2 separate regions of the Mus musculus genome follow, and region 2 is linked to region 1. A link is a contact called in public capture Hi-C data. All regions are on one chromosome and are shown on one strand. The core of a region is the stretch at or near the end of the contact, and the rest is flanking DNA. Distances in the headings are between cores, read along the strand shown.

Region 1 (2,700 bases), core at 11-2,510:
GCCACGCCCTAGACCGGGAGTGCCCGGAGGCAGTCCCTCGGACAAAGAATCAACTGCAGCTGGGGAGTGGGAACCAGTGGGCCCATGTAGCACACGGCTCAGCCTATCTTGGGCTCCCCTTGAATAGCCATTTACCTGAAAAGGATATTTAGCTGGAAAGAAAGTAGATGAGAATAAGAAAAAAAAAAAAAAAAAAAAAAAAAAAAACCCAGGTTCAACTGAAGCTTAAAAGATTCCGCTGTCGCCCACCGAGGTGGCACTGCCTTTAATCCCTGCACTCGAAAGTCTGAGAAAGGCGGATCCTCCTGAGTCCCAAGCCAGCCTGGTGTACAGCGTCCTAGGACAACCTGGGCTACACAGAGAAGCAAACAAAACTCCGGTGCTACACAAGGGCCGGCATGACACTGCACACTTTTAATTCTAAAACTTTGGAGGCAGAGGCAGGAGGATCGAGACTGAGCCCAGCCAGGGCTACAAGGTTGCGTTCCTTGTATCTACTACCACAGAGTGAGACTGTCTCAACCAAGATTTCTATGCTAAAACAACACAAACAACGCCCCCCCCCACACACACACACACTGCAGCCCACTCGGAAGCCTTTAATCTTTAATTCTCGGATTTGGGATGCCATTCTGGATTGCACAGGGAGTTCTAGTCCAGGCACTGTTGCCTCAAACACCAAATCATAAATATTTAAAAACAAAACAAAATAAAAACACCGCGGAGACCAATTGCTGATGAGGAAATGTTACCCCCCCCCCCCAACCATACAACCCAGTACAGCCCAGAACGTGGTCTTATGAGTCTTAAAAATCCCGCAACCGAGATACCACAGTCTCAACTCCCTCCCGGTTCTTTTTATCTCTACGAACCAGCATTTTCACCCCGAGGAAGGTGTATATTCTTAACCATCATCTCTGGCTTGGGTTTGCACTCACAACAGATGGCCTGAAACTCCCTGGTCCTCCACTGAGTCAGTGCTGGGCTCAGTGATACCAGCCTCGTGCTAGCTGAACGAGAAGAGAAGGGAGGGCTTCCCAAAACCCCGGGCAGAAAGGCCGACGCCGGCCTACCTGTATCATCCAAAGCGTCCTCTTCATCTTTCTTCTGAGGAGTTTCAGGGTCCTTCATTGGGTCGACTTTCTCTGATGGTTCCTCCATGGCGATGCGATGGGCAGAAGCCTCAAAAGCTAGCTCGGAACAAGATTGCTTAGTCTTTGAAAAGACCTAAAACCAAGACCCAATTAGCAGTCAGTCTGTGAATGGGGGGGGGGGGGTCTGGTTTCCTTTTATACAGCCGAGTCTACCCCCAGGCTACTTTAATGCTAATGAGCAGTGATTACAGGCTTCACCTGAGCTACACCTTTAGGCGGAGGCGGGGCCTTTTTACTGTAGGATTCCCCGCTCTCGGTTAAAACTAACCCTGCGCAATCCCAGCCAGTTCCAGGGAGGCTGAGGCAGGTGGATCTCTGAGTTCTAGACCAGCCCTAGTCACAAAATGGGAAGGAAAAAAAAAAAAGACTTCAAACCTGGCAGTGGTAGCCACCACGCCTTTAATCCTAGCACCTGGGAGGCAGAGGCAGGCGGATTTCTGAGTTCGAGGCCAGCCTGGTCTACAGAGTGAGTTCCAGTCAGGACTATACAGAGAAGCCCTGTCTCGAAAAAGCAAACAACAACAACAAAGATTGCAGATTTTATCTAGAATCTCTTTTGGTTTCCTGAAATATCAGGAATTTTATTTTTGTTTATTACATCTTGGAGATGGCTAGTGATCAGTGAACTGGGTTTATATGTTCTAGAATAGGCAGTTGTGCCGTCCCCCACCCCCTTCCCATCAGTTAAGTTAATTAGAATGTTTCCTTTGACTGCTTCATCTTAAATCTTTGAAAACTATTTCACTTTAAATGCTACTAAATAAAGATGTATTTGTTATACTTAAATAGATGGATATTTTATGATATATATATATATATGCATGGAATTCAAGAATATATAATTGTGGATCATTTCATAGACAATACATTTAATAATATCTAACTCTTTGTTTGAGACTCCGTGTAGTCTTGCTGTTCAGAAACTTGGTATGTAACAGCCCAGGTTGGCCTCAAACTGGAGAGCTCTTCCTTTCTCTGCCTCCAATGTGCTAGGATTATAAAGCTTACAACACCATCCGCACAACTTTTTTTAAAGAGACACGCCCCCCTTCTCCCCGTCTCTCAGCAGGTGGCCTGAAACTTTTTGTTTGTTTGTCTTGTTTTTCCAAACAGGGCAGACTTGGCTGCTTAGGAACTCCCTGTGTAGACCAGGCCAGCTGCCAACTCAAATATCTCCCTGCCTCAACCTCTGCACTTTGGAACTTTGAATCCTAAGTCAGTCTACACCAGTGCTGGCATTTCAGGCGTGGGTGACTCACCTGGTATAAGCATTTCTGAGCATCTAAAATTAACTTTGGTTGGGCATGCTGGCTCACACCTATAATCACAACATCCAAGAGGCTGAGGCAGCAGGATCTCTAATTCTAGGTCAGCCAAGGCTACTGTGTGAGACTTTGTCTAGGAGGAGAAGGAAATCAATAATAAAAAACGTAACTCCAACAATTCTTGGATTGAGTTGTAATGAAGTGTACCAGCATGGGCGGGCCACTGTCTGCACAAAGGAGGAATGAAGACCAAAGTTCCCATGTTTGTTTTGTTTTAGACG
Region 2 (2,700 bases), core at 181-2,680, 600 kb before region 1:
TGTTGACTGCAAAGAATATCATCAAAACTTCTCACATAATAGACTTCACACACGGATTCTGAGCAGATGAAACAGGACAGAGATATTTTATTTCCTCAATCATCACTATCTCATTTGGTGACTTTTTACTCTTCTATTGAGAAAGGAAAATCCCATATAAATCAGACTCTAAGCTGTCGACATTATGAAATCAACTGGACTTGCACTCCCAATATAGAGATGTGAGAAGAGACTGTGATTACTGGTGAACCCAGTGCTGGAAGGCACTGTCACAGACAATGGTTGTAAATAGTATGAGCTAACAAAGCTGGTGAAGAAACCTTACATATCTCATTAGTCAAAAGATGGGGGAAAAAAAAGAAAAGGAACAAAGAAGAGAAGTCAAGAAAAACATGGCATTACCTGTGAAGTCAGACCAGATAATGGGATTAAAATAACAACTCCAGGCTGGTGGTAGCATATGCCTTCAATCCCAGCACTTAAGAGGCAGAGGTAGGAGGATCTCTTTGAGTTCAGGGCCATCCTGATCTATGGAGAGAATTCCAGGACAGCCAAGGCTTGTTACACAGAAAAACTCTGTCTTGAAAAGCCAAAACAAAACAAAAGTGTCCCTTGGAGTCTCTGTGGAACAGAGACTAGACAGTGCCCCAAAAGAGACACCAGTCAATGAAGAACTTACCCACACAGCTCGCAATGAAACAGGTACTCAAGAGTAACATGGAAATCACAGCAGCTGACCAGAGTCTCAGGGTCCAGCAGACTCCCTTCCCTGTCAGATAGCAATCAGATGTACTCACCACAGGACCAAAAACCTTAGATCAGTTAATAACCAGACAAAATGCTCAGAATAATTATGAACTTAAAGTAGGAAAAAGCTGTCACAGCCCTATAATATGACCAAGTCAGCTCTTAAGCACACACACACACACACACACACACACACACACACACACACTCACAATCTAGAAATATTTCACCCTCAGGCACCTGCAATTTCCATGACCTTATACTTTCTTCTTGTTGTCACATTTCACACCCCCTTCAATAATTTGGTTTCTTGTTGTTTTGAGGGCTTCTGGCTCTGAGATATTATACTTCTGACACATCCCTGGGACTCTGCTGTCTTGATCTACTTCACCACTTCAGCCTGCCACTTGTCCCAGGTAGATCCTCATCACAGTACGTATTCCTATTGTCTCCTTTGACTGAGACAGGAATTCTCACCTCACCTTGGGATTGTCTTTCCTGCACCATTGTTGAGGTGTATGTTCAGAAGGTCAGGGGTTTCTTGCATCTGTCTCCAAAATACGACTCAGGGACCTGGCTTCTGTCAAAGAGGCCAGAGTTCAGAATCAACTTCCACACACACTTGAGTTAAATGCCACAGAGCGGGCCAATGCTGCAAACCCAGAAGTCAGAGAGTCTGCACTGCTCTCCACTGATTTAAAGACATGGGAAAGAGGAAATTGAGAAACATACCTAAATTTGTTCCTAAAAACTCTGTCAAGAATGTTCTCATTACTTTCTCAGTTCCTAATGTGGAAGTATCTCCGACCTCAAAATAAATTTGTCTATAAACTGTATTTACATTAAATGTTCTTTACAATACATTATGTGGATTATTCAGTTGATATGAGGCTTAACTCATATATCAAACAGGATTCTAGGAAGCAATAAGTCTGAATGGCTGAATGGTTAGCTGCTTGTCCTGGGTTGGATATCTAGAAGTCCTCACCCCTTCACACATGTGTACACATGTGCATGCATACATACATACATACATACATACATACATACATACATACATACATACATTAAAGCAAGACATGTGAGTATTAGTCAGAAGTGGTATTGTGACATACAAGGGTGTTGTGGTGTACATTTTGCTATATTGTGACTTTTTGGAATGGAATCAAGCAGGTATTTTAATTATGATTATTGTGACTACATTTTGAAGGTACTAACTCCATTTTGACATTCCTCTTTTCACACAAGCTGTAACTAAGGTAAATAACTGCTCTATCATCTTGACAACACATAAGCAATCACATTGATGACTGTAGGTCAATATGCAAATGAGACTCATGGTATCTAGACTTTTTAGGTGTGTGTGCCCTGTGTATTCAGATTTGACCTGTGTATTCAGATTGCCACGTGTGACACTTTTTTTTCTTTTCTTTTCTTTTTTTTTTTTTTTTTTTTTTTTGGTTTTTCAAGACAGGGTTTCTCTCTATAGCCCTGGCTGTCCTGGAATACACTCTGTAGATGAGGCTGTCCTCAAACTCAGAAATCCACCTGCCTCTGCCTCCCAAGTGTTGAGATTAAAGGAATGCGCCACCATTGCCCGGCATGTGACACATCTTGACTCTACAGTTCCCTCTCAACTGTAGGTGTGGAGACTCTACTGAAACAAATGAGTCCTTCTCTTCAGCACTGATGATTTGAGAGCACTCTGGACTTTTTTCATTCCTATCTTGGAAGGGACTGATCTCAGTAACCGTCCACAGGATTTCATCCATGAGTCTATGTTTGGTTCACTTCTAATGCTGTGTGCTCAACTAATTTTTTTCTTGAACCTATTTTTGCCTATATATCCATATATTCCTTTCCCTTATTTTTGTATGATCTCTAATTGTGATACTTGAAACAAACTGATTGATTGGTTTATGGACCGTTTTCATGTGGGGCCTCACTTGTCAT

Evidence for each region. Capture Hi-C pulls out chosen DNA fragments and counts their contacts.
Region 2: a capture Hi-C map of macrophages shows a contact between it and region 1, with 2.7 times the contacts expected there. The contact joins the promoter of Clec4n here to the promoter of Dppa3 in region 1. A contact is called at or near these places in 1 of 115 datasets of contacts at active chromatin or transcription factors (bone marrow-derived dendritic cells) and 1 of 9 other capture datasets (macrophages).

What each region holds. Positions count from the first base shown.
Region 1 is chr6:122,624,984-122,627,683 of GRCm38.p6, reverse strand. Dppa3 (developmental pluripotency-associated 3) reads right to left here and starts at 1,260. Exons shown (of 4, transcript NM_139218.1): 1 at 1,074-1,260. The coding sequence starts at 1,161. RefSeq lists a promoter at 1,190-2,700.
Region 2 is chr6:123,228,573-123,231,272 of GRCm38.p6, reverse strand. It overlaps Clec4n (C-type lectin domain family 4, member n), which reads right to left and starts at 1,430. Exons shown (of 6, transcript NM_020001.2): 1 at 1,230-1,430; 2 at 680-769. The coding sequence starts at 1,254.